4 separate regions of the Mus musculus genome follow, and regions 1, 2 and 3 are each linked to region 4. Evidence: chromatin contacts called from public HiChIP or PLAC-seq and promoter capture Hi-C data. All regions are on one chromosome and are shown on one strand. The core of a region is the stretch at or near the end of the contact, and the rest is flanking DNA. Distances in the headings are between cores, read along the strand shown.

What was found. Promoter capture Hi-C pulls out the DNA fragments that hold promoters and counts their contacts. HiChIP or PLAC-seq counts read pairs in DNA pulled down with a chosen protein or histone mark.
Region 1: a contact with region 4 is called in an H3K27ac HiChIP or PLAC-seq map of double positive thymocytes, with 6 times the contacts expected there. The contact joins the promoter of Usp12 here to the enhancer-like site in region 4. A contact is called at or near these places in 1 of 39 promoter capture datasets (hippocampal neurons), 3 of 484 Hi-C or Micro-C datasets (all in CD4 T cells), 4 of 115 datasets of contacts at active chromatin or transcription factors (double positive thymocytes, large pre-B cells, memory CD8 T cells and 1 more) and 1 of 9 other capture datasets (liver).
Region 2: a contact with region 4 is called in a promoter capture Hi-C map of pre-B cells, with 8 times the contacts expected there. The contact joins the promoter of Gpr12 here to the enhancer-like site in region 4. A contact is called at or near these places in 3 of 39 promoter capture datasets (embryonic stem cells, pre-B cells and second pharyngeal arch cranial neural crest), 2 of 115 datasets of contacts at active chromatin or transcription factors (embryonic forebrain and large pre-B cells) and 1 of 9 other capture datasets (macrophages).
Region 3: a contact with region 4 is called in an H3K4me3 HiChIP or PLAC-seq map of the 230-238 cell line, with 10 read pairs. The contact joins two enhancer-like sites. A contact is called at or near these places in 1 of 15 datasets of contacts at CTCF or cohesin (the NIH/3T3 cell line), 1 of 484 Hi-C or Micro-C datasets (liver) and 1 of 115 datasets of contacts at active chromatin or transcription factors (the 230-238 cell line).

What each region holds. Positions count from the first base shown.
Region 1 is chr5:146,793,526-146,796,812 of GRCm38.p6, reverse strand. Usp12 (ubiquitin specific peptidase 12) reads left to right here and starts at 1,857. Exons shown (of 9, transcript NM_011669.3): 1 at 1,857-2,198. The coding sequence starts at 2,151. 1700041I07Rik (a long non-coding RNA gene) reads right to left here and starts at 988. Exons shown (of 2, transcript XR_377208.4): 1 at 691-988.
Region 2 is chr5:146,583,399-146,586,495 of GRCm38.p6, reverse strand. It overlaps Gpr12 (G-protein coupled receptor 12), which reads left to right and starts at 1,257. Exons shown (of 2, transcript NM_001359056.1): 1 at 1,257-1,751; 2 at 2,371-3,097. The coding sequence starts at 2,386.
Region 3 is chr5:146,653,923-146,657,073 of GRCm38.p6, reverse strand. No RefSeq gene overlaps it. Among named protein-coding and RNA genes, the nearest start is that of Gm34700, 45 kb to the left of the region's middle. Within about 2 kb of position 1,448, at least 80 of the 459 cell types and tissues checked have an H3K27ac peak or open chromatin away from gene starts, as enhancers often do. A contact at or near this core is called in the 230-238 cell line, where this site is marked.
Region 4 is chr5:147,339,265-147,342,477 of GRCm38.p6, reverse strand. It overlaps Flt3 (FMS-like tyrosine kinase 3), which reads left to right. Exons shown (of 24, transcript NM_010229.2): 20 at 1,143-1,265. Among named protein-coding and RNA genes, the nearest start is that of Urad, 18 kb to the right of the region's middle. Within about 2 kb of position 1,272, at least 83 of the 459 cell types and tissues checked have an H3K27ac peak or open chromatin away from gene starts, as enhancers often do. A contact at or near this core is called in the 230-238 cell line, double positive thymocytes and pre-B cells, where this site is marked.

The DNA.
Region 1 (3,287 bases), core at 608-3,107, 550 kb after region 4:
ATGGATCTCTGGGGTTATTGGAAGGTTTACGCTTAGAGCATTCAAAGGGTTCCCAGCATCCATCTGGTCTCACAACCTTCTACAACTCCAGTTCCAGGAGGATCTGATGCCTTCTTCTGGCCTCCGCGGACACTGTACGCATGTGAGCAAGCAAAACACCCATACACATAAAGTAAAAATAATAAAGCTTAAAAATGAAACCTTATCCAGCAGACTACCTAGCCTATGACAGGAATTCTGAGGCGGCACACTGACAGCTGGAGGGTTTTATTTGCTCAACATTTTAATTAATTACTCATTGGCTTTTGCTAATTTCTTTTTGACAATTTCATACATGTGCTGTTTATTCTCTTTTATTTATTTTTGAGGCCAGGTCTCCCTGCATAGATCTGGCTGATCTGTAGATTTGCTATTTAGTCCAGGCTGCCCTTGAACTCACAGAGACTCACCTTTCTCTGTTTCCTATGCTGGGATTGTAGGTGCATGTCACAATTCCCTGTGACTGGCTTTTCATTCATTTATTTTTTTGGGGACAAGGACTCAAGTGATCCAGGCTGGTCTTGAACTCATTAAATAGCTGAGGATGACCTTACCATAGTAGGATTAGCACTTCAGCTGAGGATATGAAACCTCAGAACACCTACACAAACACTTCGCCAACTAAGCCATATGTCCAGCTCCCATCCTTACCTTTAAAATATAGATGTTGTACGACCATGCTCTATGCTTGTGGAGTCTAGAGTGGCGAGCAACGCGACAAACATTGCATAGATCTGAACTGGTGTAAACCAGAGTCCAAGCCCCTGCCGTGGTATCTACAGAAAAGCGGGAGGCCTAGCCACTACGAAGGTAGATACCTGGAGAATAAGCAGCTGCCAGAATACTTAGCTGTATTCAGTGGGTGTTCCCCTCCCCCAACGCTTACAATGGAATTGCTATGGAAACAGTATTCATGTACCAGAAATCTGTTTCTCGACTAAATTTTGTTCAAATTCTCGGTCTTTTGAATGCTTTGGACTATGAAGTGAGGCTTATCAGATTTTAGAGCTTTCGTCGGAATTTAGGCCCCAAGTTCCACAGACCCGGTGTGGTGGGGAGTTGGGTGGAAGGCAGAAAAGGTCCTACCCTCAGATCACCAATCAAAACAAATCACAGGCTTTTTAAAGTAGTAATTTATGAAGTTTTATGAATTTTCTGCCGGTAGAAAATAGGAAGCGTTCATCCACTAGCTAACACGGTCTATGTGCTCCTCACACATTGGCTTCGGCTTCTTACTTGGGACATACCACCCTGTTACAAATTCCAAGTTGGTATCCCACTGTTTTTCAGGATTGGCTCCCCTTCCTCTTCTCCCCCACTACTGCTAATTCATAGAGTTAAATCTTGTCTTTTTATCTAATTAGCCTTTTCTTAGGGAATTAGGCCCAGATGATTCACCCCAGAAAAACATCCAAGTGCTTGGGACTCTGGCGGGGTTGCCTTCCAACCCATCCAGTTTCCCAGATATGGTCTCCGTCTTCTGTTTCAACTGACTGTCAGTCGCTCTAAAGGCTGCTTGATGTCACAGACGCCGCAGAGCAAAGGCTCGATCCCCTAAAGACCCGCTCTTGCAAGCTAAGGTAGGTGCTTCACGTCGGCGCTAGGACCCATCTGCAGGAGGAACGCGGCACGGGTCTCGCCCCGCCCCAACGCGCACTGGGTGGAGCCGTCCTCCCCAAGCTCGCCCCCCCCCCGTGGGAGGGCGGGGCACCATGGGCGTGGCACAGCTGCGGTGGGCGTGGCGGCGCCGGAGGCGGGCGGGGCGGAAGGACGCTGCCCGGTCGTCGGGGCGGTAGGGCCTGCGCGGAGCTCTCTCCCCAGCGCGCTGGGCGGGGTGTGCTGTGAGCGGCTTCCCGGGCAGGCGCGGGCCCTGAGGCGGCGGCTGCGCCGTGCGCCGGGGCGGAGCCGGGGGCGGGCGGGCGGCCGGCGGGCGGGGGCTGGGCCGGAGGAAGCCTGAGCGCCCGCGGCGACGACGGCAGCGGCGGCCCAGCAGGCTAGAAGCGTGGGTCGGCGGCGGCTCCGGGTGCGGCCGCGGGCTGCGGAGCGAGCGGGCGGCCCGGCTCCCCGCGTCCCCCGCCCGCCGCGACTGTCTGGAAGATGGCGCCGGGCGGATGGAAATCCTAATGACAGTCTCCAAATTCGCCTCCATCTGTACCATGGTAGGTGCGGCGGCAGCGCGGCCCGGGGGGCCGGTCCCCGCCTTCGAGGCGCCGCCCGCGGGCCTGGTCGTGTGCGGGCGGACCGGGCGCGGGGCCGAGTGGCCGCGGGGAAGGCGTGCTGGACACGGCAGGCGGGGCCGGGACACTGGGGATAGGACCGACCGGGGCTCGGGGTTGGGTCCTGACCACGGGGTCGCAGTTGAGGACGGGGAGCTCTGGGTCTGGGCACCGGGGACTCGGGGACTGTGGCTGGGGACTAGGGCCTGGGGGCTCAGGGACGGGGTTGGGGGTAAGGGCTGCAGACTGGGGTTGGGGACTTGGGGACTCGAGGTGTGGACTGAGGTTGGAGGCTGGAGCCGGGACTTTAAACTGGGGACTGGTACCGGGAAGCGAGGGGATTGTGCCAGGGGAAGGGACGCGGCATTTCCTTGGGGCCCTGCGCGGGGCAGGGCGGGGGTCTGCGGCAGGAAGGAAGGGTCTCGATCCTACTGGAAGACGGAAGTCCTGGCGGAGTTCCTCCTCGGGTTAGGTGGAGCCCCAGGCCCTGGCTCGGGAAGGGGGCGTGTGAAGGTGGAAACTTTTAAGAGTGCTGTTGAAATGTTTTCTTATTTTCAACTCTCTGAAGCGATAGGAACTCTTGCGGCTTCCAACCTGTGTCCGTCCAGATGGCAGCCTTGTCTCTGGGAATCTGTGTTAATCTTGAAAAGCTGCATTCGCTTTCCTGTCATTTGTTTATTTTAATAGAGCAGACACCGCTGTGTGGGGTTGAAGTACACAGATTCCCCCGAAAAAAACGAAACGCGCGCGGGTGGGTTCCAAACGTGTTTTTGTGCATTGCCAGAAGCACCACGGCTTCCCACGTGATAAAGCAAATCCATTACCTCCTTTATGAACTTCGCCGTAGAGATTGTGATTTATGAATCAATGAAAAAAGTTACTCTTTGCAGTGTGGGTCTGGAGTTATTTACCAAAGACCTGCACCTGCTTCATCTCCGTTTTTGTGTTCTGGGTTGTATCTAGGAGATTCTCCAAACCATCTTCCACCTGCAAGTGATCTGTGGTTGTGTGTGAGTGTGTGTGTGTGTGTGT
Region 2 (3,097 bases), core at 8-2,507, 760 kb after region 4:
CTGGAACTGAACCCAGGTCCACTGCAAGAGCAGTCAGAGCATGTAACCACTGAGCCACCTCTCCAGCCCCACATTGCTCATTTCCCATTGCTCTGTTCTAAAAATGCTTCCGCTTATTACAAAGAAATGAAAAGAGACAGGAGCATCCCTTCACAGCAGTACCTGCTACCTGGGATAATGTTGATTTTTGTCTTACCACTGGTCCAGGGTGTGTCTGTGAGTGCTAAGATAATGTCTTCGTGAATTTGTTCACGCAGGCTTTCAAACGGTCCTTGACGCAAGTGATGTCTCCTTTCCATACACACGACTATTAAACTCCATAGAACCTCGTTTCTTAAAGTGTGACCCGCAGGTCGGCATCACCAGCATCTTGGGACTGACGCCGGGACCCCAACCCCAGAACTGCTGGTTTCTAAGTCAAGTTTCAGAAGTGTTGCCGCAGGGAATACAGGACTCAGAAAGAGTCCTGGAGCCTTTTGGGGGACATGAGAAGACTCAGCAGAAAACTCAACAGCTCCACGTGTCCCAAAGCAGAATGTCCAGGGAGAGAGTTCAGAAGCAGTGTGAGAGCTCAGGTTGGGCGGAACGGATCTGCTGCATTATGGCAAGGTCACACCGGGTTTAGTGTGTTGCCTTAGTGAGAAAGGGGGAAGGGGCGGCTAGAGGAAGGTTGTAACCAGGGAGGTGAAGGGAGGGTTTTGGTACCAGGAGCATGACACGGTAGAGACAGCTGCTGATGGATGCGCGCGGGGCTGGGGCTGGGGTGGGGGAACATGGGGTAAAAAGAGATCTAAGACTTGGAGCCTGGTAGGCTGGAGTAGGAATTTCAGTGAGACACAGGGGAGGCAGATGCATCTGATGATAACCCCATATGAAGGGTCCTCAGGATCCTTTGCCTTGCACAACATTGAGGTCACACGGAAATAGGACTTTTCTCCTCCCACCTTTAGGCTGGAGAGCGTGATTAAATTTAAGATCTGATCCGGTTCCAGGATGAGAGACACAGGCTAGTCCTTTTCCGGCAGGCAACCTTCAGGATCTTAACCCTAGACTCCGCGGATGAGGTACAGGAAACAATAAATTAATAAGTGTCACTTGGGTACTTAAATGAATTGGGTTTGGGCCAGTGCCTGAAGGAAGCTTTTGCAAGAATGCCCTAAATGATTTCCACTCGCGAACGGCTCCGAGAGTGCCTAATAAGTGCAGCTGGGCGATCTAAGTAGCAGCAGCTCCTATCCAGTTAAGCGAACGTCCCCAAGGGAACAATAATTTGCAGACCGGCCAACTGCAATCTAAGAGAGGGAGTCGCTTGCTGTTGTAAGTCTCCTCCGCCAGCCCTAACCTGCTTACCCCGCATTCCTCCTGTTCATCCCGAAAACCCGGCCGTTTACAATTCTTTAGGGGAAAGCATAAGAAGCCGAGCCCCAGGGTCAAGGGCGCCTCGGGGAAGCCACAGGATCAAAGTAGGTCGCCAGACTCTCCGGCCGTTCGAGTGGGTCTTCGCATGACTGTTGCAGGCGGGCGTCCACGGTGGCGGGCTCCCGCCCCTCACGCAGCTGCGACCTGCGGGGGCGCGCGCAGCCTCGTGGGGTTCCCGCGGATGCGCGCCCGGCGGGGAGCGCGGAGGGCGGAGAGCCGGGCGCGAGCACCGCAGCTCACCTGCCGCGGGCGCCACCACGGACGTGCCACGCGGGTGGCCCGAGCTATTCGGCAGCACTGAAGGAGCCACCCCTCGGCCAGGGCGTGCCAAGGTGACCCCCGGTAACCCCCTGCCCCGCAGGCTGCGCGTCCCCGCTGCTAGGGGAGCGGTGCCAAATGCATGCATATCTTTCTCTCTGTCTGTCTGGGCACCTCTGTGGTACACACCTACCTTTTTTGTAGCCCTTGCACTCTGAGCGGTGCACATGGGAGAGACTGGGACCCCACCCCTTTGTTTGAGTCTGGAGGTGTGTTTGGGGGTGTGCTCGCGCGTGAGGTATGTTTGGGAAGGGTGGGAGTTTGGGGCCCTTAAAATATTCCACCCTCCTGCAGACTTGTGGCTGCTGGGCGGTGCTCTCTCAGCAGCCCAGATGTCAAACAGTTGTTGGTTTTCGGCATGGGAGATGCAATTAGCCAATGTCGGTTTTCAGCGTTTTGGCAAGTGTGCGAGTGTGCATGTGCCGCCTCGGGAGTCCTGATCCGTGTTTCCCTCAGAGACAAACAGCATTTCGGTTGCAGACTTTAGCTTTTGTTTTTAATTCCTGAAGCTCGTGGCATTTTGACACTGATAGCTGAGCCCAGGGTTGTCTGTCTTTCTCTGTGTGTTTTGCATGATCTTGGATTGGCACCCTACTGTACCCAAACATTAAAAAGCCTGTCTTTCCGTTGAAGAGGACAGGGGTTAAAATGAACGAAGACCCGAAGGTCAATTTAAGCGGGCTGCCTCGGGACTGTATAGATGCCGGTGCTCCAGAGAACATCTCAGCCGCTGTCCCCTCCCAGGGCTCTGTTGCGGAGTCAGAACCCGAGCTCGTTGTCAACCCCTGGGACATTGTCTTGTGCAGCTCAGGAACCCTCATCTGCTGTGAAAATGCCGTTGTGGTCCTTATCATCTTCCACAGCCCCAGCCTGCGAGCCCCCATGTTCCTACTGATAGGCAGCCTGGCTCTTGCAGACCTGCTGGCTGGCCTGGGACTCATCATCAATTTTGTTTTTGCGTACCTGCTTCAGTCAGAAGCCACCAAGCTGGTCACCATCGGACTCATTGTCGCCTCTTTCTCTGCCTCTGTCTGCAGTTTGCTGGCTATTACTGTGGACCGCTACCTCTCGCTATATTACGCCCTGACGTACCACTCCGAGAGGACCGTCACCTTTACCTATGTCATGCTAGTGATGCTCTGGGGAACCTCCATCTGCCTGGGGCTGCTGCCCGTCATGGGCTGGAACTGCTTGAGGGACGAGTCCACCTGCAGCGTGGTCAGACCTCTCACTAAGAACAACGCTGCCATCCTCTCCATCTCCTTCCTCTTCATGTTTGCTCTGATGCTTCAGCTCTACATCCAGATTTGTAAGATTGTGATGAGGCACGCCCATCAGATAGCCCTGCAGCACCACTTCC
Region 3 (3,151 bases), core at 199-2,698, 690 kb after region 4:
AACAGGCCAGTAAACAGAGATCCTTCGTGGCTTCTGCTTCAGTTCCTGGCTCCCTCAGTGATGAATTGTAGCCTGTAAGCCAATTACACCCTTTCCTCCCCATATTTGATCAATATTCTATCACAGCAACAGAAAAACAAACCAGGGTAAACCCAGTGTCTTGGGGGCCGTTGTCACTCGAAAGGGCGGATATGGTGCTTTTTGTCCAGGTATGCTTTGCAGGATTGCTTTTTTTCTGTTACTCACTGTAGCAGTAATAGTTAATCTGCTCTAACTCCCTGCTGGGGGCTGCGTGTGTGCTTCTCGGTACCACCTCAATATTGTAGATTCTTGAATGAAACACACACACGCACACACACACACACACACACACACACACACACACACAGCCTTATTTTTAATATGCCTGTCTTAGTTAGGGTTTTACTGCTGTGACAAGGCAACTCTTATAATGACAACATTTAATTGGGGCTGGCTTACAGGTTCGGAGGTTCAGTCCATTATCATCAAGGCAGGAACATGGCAGCATCCAGGCAGGTATGGTGCAGGAGGAGCTGAGAGTTCAACATCTTCATCTGAAGGCTGCTAGCTGAATACTGACTTCCAGGCAAATAGGGTGAGGGTCTTAAAGCCCACACCCACAGTGACACATCTACTCTAGCAAAGTCACACTTCCTTACTCCCTGGGACACGTGTATACAAACCGCCACAATGCCCTAAAAAGCTCAATGCTGCTGGGCCCCTCCCAAACTTCCACATTGCTGATGCCTTCCCTCTGAAACTCCTGAGTTACTACTTACTAAAGAACTATATCCCATCTTTGCTACCCCAAACGGGAGAGGGTCCCCTGGGTCTGCTCTTCCCTGGCTCTTCCATGACTGTGTGCTTTCTCTCCTGCAGCTCCCAAGCCTGATCCTCCTGCTTCCCTGTGGCGCTTGTAAATATCCCCTCTTCTTCCCTGGGTTCCCTTGCCTGGAAAATCTAAAGTCCCGCCTCTGTCTCCCTGCCCAGCCATTGGCCACCGGCAACTTTATCTACCAACTAGAGCCAACTAGGGCCAGGGATCCATGGCATCTTACATGCAGACGTGTGAATTCCCGTGTAATTTGGGAACCCAGTTAACATAATATAAGCAATACACAGAATCCACAACAACCCATCCTCCTGTGGATGTGTTTCCAGTACTACAGAGGCTCTGCTGGGACCCTTGCTCCTCAACCTGGTGTAGATTTCCAGGAATCTCATGGCTCAGCCTCCTCTCTCCCCTCTCTACTGTTTGCTGGGCTGCTAGCAATACCGTTCCGTGTACTACGGTTTCTCCCTCCTTCTCAAGCACTGTGATAGCTGGCACACAGGGTTCTTAAGCAGTAGCGTGCTATTTCAGTGTCTCAGGCCAGTGGGGAAGAAGAGACTAAACAGAGATCTGGAAGAGGAAGCTGCTTGCTTCCCCCACACCCCCCACTTCCTTCCTGCCCTGTTTCTGAAGCTGAAAACCACAGGGGCCATTTGTGCAGCTCTGAATCATGTCTTCCTGGGAAGCCTGGCAAGGTGGTAGGTTGAAAGTGGTTCTTGGAGACCCAAGATCGGGTGGGAGAGAAGGAGGTTGGGTTGGCGCATCCCCAGATTTGGGTTCTGTGACCCATTTCCTCTTGTCTAGAACCTTCTCCGCAGCTATAAAGGCCATTCCCTGCTGTGCACCTTGTGCTGAGGCAGCTGGAGGTTCACGGTGCTGTCTGAAGTGCTGTACACGGGCCCCTGGACTCTGGGTTAATGAAAGCCAGTGTCAACCTTATCCATTGGTGCTGTGGTTTGAATATGAGATGCCCCTAGAGGCTCATCTGTTTGGATACTTGGTCCCCAGTTGGTAGCACTGGTCTCCCAATAGCACTATTATCTGGTGTGGTGGGAGTTTTAGAAGGTGGAGTCTCACTTCAGAAAGTGGGTCCCTGGGTGTATCCCTTGAGGATTTATCCCTCTGCCTTCTGAACTTTGGGGATGTGAGGAGCTGTCCTGCTACCACAGAGCTGCGTGCTGCTGTGCCTTCTCTGCCTGGTGGATAGCATCCCCTCCAACAATGAACCCCTGAGTTGTCTTTTGCCAGACATTTGGTCACAGCAAAGGGAAAATATCGAATATAATTAGTGTATGAGTGAATCCCAGGCTGGAGAGAGACTTGGGTGCTGAGAAGAGTAAACTGAAGAACCGTCTTTAGAAGTGGGGTCTAGTGGGCTGGAGAGATGGCTCAGCGGTTAAGAGCACTGACTGCTCTTCCAGAGGTCCTGAGTTCAATTCCCAGCAACCACATGGTGGCTCACAACCATCTGTAGTGGAATCTGATGCCCTCCCTTCTGGTGTGTCTGAAAACAGCTACAGTGTACTCATATACATAACATAAATAATTAAAAAAAAGGGAAGTGAGGTCTAGAGTTTAGATGACTGCTCCTAAGAAATTATGTCAGGGCTCTATCTGAGTGGTCACAGTGGTCCCTGAGGGCATATGTATATGTATATGTATGTGTATGTGTATGTGTATGTGTATGTGTATGTGTATGTGTATGTGTATGTGTATGTGTATATGTGTATATGTATATCTCTCCATTCTGGTCCTGTGGACTCTTGAAGTCTTTATATACTTATTGGGTCACATTGTGGCATCTTAGCCACAAGGGGAAACCTCTCAAATGTAAAACGTTGACTATGTCTGTGGCTGGTGGATATGTTTCCTGCCATTTAATAAACTTAGCCTACTAAGCAAAATAGTCCCCGGTAGTGCATGAGACCATGCCCATATCTGCTGACCATGTTGGAGATGTTAAAGATAGCAGCAGAAGAGCTCAGACCATTCTAAAAGCCAGTTCGCATGCGCCAGCTCAGATCCTCAATCGCACAAGCCTCTAATACTTAGCCTGCAGCTGAGCACAGAGCTCTCCGCCCGCATTCTGTCTCTATGGGTACAAACCAGGACTGAGAGAGACCCTCCCGGCGTTAAAAAGATTGCCTTGGAACGGCTTCGAAGGAGCTCCCAGGTAGTAAATAAGGTCTTTCATCACAGATAATGACTAATGAGAGTTATTTAGAGCCAACATTTTGGCAATTCTTCACCTGTCAGACGAAAAGGGCACAGAAAATAAGCGTTTTTAAAATAGCAGAG
Region 4 (3,213 bases), core at 23-2,522:
GGCTACCCCAAGGAAAAAGGGGTGAGGAACAGGCAAGAGAGCAAGAGAGCCTCCCTCGGATGGAATCCAGAGGGAGAGGGACTAGTCAAAGCCAGTCCAGGCTGGGCAGCCTTCTTGCTGGTCAGAAGGAGCCTTCCCAGAGCAGCTGGGAAGAATACGGGCAGGGCAGGTAGTCAGGAGGACATGATGGGGATGGGGACAGACATCTAGGAGATGCCACATGAAGAAAGCCAGACTTGGAGAAGGAGGGCAGGAGTCACGGCACAGACATTCCTGTTTTTATAGGCTTTGTTCTTTTAAAGGCTGAGGAGAGCGTAGTGGACCCCCATGGACACCATGTGCTCTCTTACAGAGTTCATTCCCTTCAGAGACTCTGGGCTCTACTCTCATGTACTCCTCGAAACTCATCGTTATCTTCTGTCTGTCTGTCTGCCCCCTGTACCCTGTATGTGCATGTGAAAGCAAGTGTGTGTGTGTGTGTGTGTGTGTGTGTGTGTGTGTGTGTGTGTGTGTATGAGAATGTGGGGCCCATGTACCGTAGTGTGTGTGCAGAAGTCAGAGGACAAACTGTGGGAGTTAATTCTTCCACTGTGGGACCCAGGAATCGAACTCAGGACATCAGGGTTACATGGTTAATGCGTTTTCTCACTGAGCTATCATCTCTTTGGTCCCCCCAAACTCACTTCTTCTGAATGCTTTCTTCAATCTTAATCTATTTATTCATTTAGAGACACGACCTCTATGTGTAGTCCAGGCTGGCCTCAAACTTAGAAATCCTCCTGCCTCAGCCTCTCCAGTGCTGCGATTATGGATCTGCACCACTAGGCCTGTCAGATATGATGCACTTTTATTCTGAAAGCCAGTTCTTTATCCAAAAGGGATTCTGTTCTCGCACGCACACACGCACGCACAGGAAGCCGGCTGTTAGAAGCGTCTCTGGAGCTAGGCGAAGGCCCCCTTTGGCACTTCTTTGGCTCATAGCTCCAGGGATGCCTCAGATGACTGCAGCTGAGTTAACTTAGGACTCAGCCAGTGTTCTCGGGATGTATGACAGTCATGGGTCTCTGTCCTCTGTAACTGTTGTGAGTCTCTCTCTGAAGGTGTAAGTCACAGACCATGTCATTCAAGCCTCTCTCTTCCAGTGTGTCCACAGAGACCTGGCAGCCAGGAATGTGTTGGTCACCCACGGGAAGGTGGTGAAGATCTGTGACTTTGGACTGGCCCGAGACATCCTGAGCGACTCCAGCTACGTCGTCAGGGGCAACGTGAGCCGTTTGCTTTTTGTCACGAGTACAGGAAACACCTGCACTCTCTGTGATGCGTTTTTGATTTATGGTGACACCAAGGGGAGAAAAAAAAAACTCCCAGTGCTTCACTTCTTTAGGCTGAAAAGATTGTTTTGTGCTCACTAAGAGCTAAGCAAAATAGCCACGCATCTCTGGGGGGCTGGCCACTCAGAACAGATCCATTAGGGGTTGGCATGAGATCTTCACCTGAAAAAAAAAATGCCCTTACTCAGACCTGTTTCGGTTTCCTTAGCTATAAAGTGGCTTTATATGTGTTTTATGTTTCCGATCATGAGACAAGCTAGCATGTATAAAAAGCTTTTTGTTTTTTTTTTTTCTGAACAGGCAGCACACAGGTATTCACTATAAAGTTTAAAGGTGCTGTAGTTAACTGGTAGCGTTTGTTACCCTGTTACTATATGAAGAGTTCAGGAAGACTCCAAATACAACATAACTGACATGTGTTCGTTCAAAGAGAATGTGAGGGGGCCAGAGAGATGGCTCAGTGGTTAAGAGCATAGAGTGCTTTTCCAGGGGACCCAAGTTTGATACCCAGCACCCACGGCAGGATGCTCGCAAGCATCTATAACTCCAGCTCCAAGGAATCTAGTGCCTCTGGCCTCTTTGGACATGTGTGCTCATGTGCACATACTTACACATAAGTGAAAATCAATTCAAAGTATGATGAGGCAAAAAATGAATGTTTAAGAAGGGAAGAAAGAGAGAGAGAAAGAAAGATAGACAGAAAATGATAGATAGATAAACAGACAAATGATTGATAGATAAACAGACAGAAGACATATAGACAATGATAGACAGACAGATAGACAGTGAGATGTCTCAGCAGGTAAAGGTAGTTGCTACCAAGCCTGAGGGCTGGAGTTGCCCCCCAAAAACACATGGTGGAAAAACTGGAATGGTATAAGTTGACCTCTGACCTTCACCTGTGTGCCGAGCATGCACCCTCCCCCAGCGCCCACACACATGCACAGGAATAAAAACATAATTATTCTTCTTTTCATTTTTCAAGACAGGGTTTCTCTGTGTAGCCCTGGCTGTCCTGGAACTCACTCTGTAGACCAGGCTGGCCTCGGAACTCAGACAGAGATCTGCCTGCCTCTGCCTCTGCCTCTGCCTCTGGAGCACTGGGGCTAAGGATGTGCGCTGCCACCATGTCCCCCTGGCATCAAATTTTTAAAGAAAGAAAGAATGAAATGAACAGTAAGGGCTGAAGAGCTCAGGCGTAGAGCTCTGGCCTGGCCTTCGCGAGGCTTTGGTTCAAGCCTCAGAATGAGGAAGAAAAAGAAGGAATTAGGACACCTTGGTGCAAGTCCCCCTGGTGCTGTGTGTTCAGCCAGTGCTGGGGGAGGGGGGCAGGGGGGAGGGGGAGGGGAGTCTCAGTACCATCATCCCTGCTTATGAAATGACAGCAGCCCAGGCTGCCCCAGTTCCTCCTCTCTGCTCGACACTCTCAGTACTCACTTCGGTCTGAAAATACCCACTCTGTGAAGAGGAAATTGAGACAAAGAAAAGCAACTTGCCCGCGGTTGCTAACTTGCCCCGTGTGGATGTGAGCGTGCAGAGCCTGCATCCCTGTCGTTCACGGTGGTGTCCTCCTGACTAACTTCCTACAGGATTCTGATTTTACTTCCTAGGTTCTCAGAAACCAACCAATACAATCAATGACATAGCCCTTTAACCCAAAATGAGAACTCCAATGAATGCTCATCTCAGGTGGCTTAGAGCCGGTTCCCAGGGATGGTCGCTGGCTGTGGTTACAGTACACTGACCTCTCTGTGTGCTTATGGGGTTTTCACCCCACCAGTGGGCTCTCCTGTGGGAAGGTGAATTCCGTTCAGAACCTTCTGTTAATGAATCAGGTAACCCAGCCTGGACCACAGATTGGGCCAGTGACTCCATTTGCATA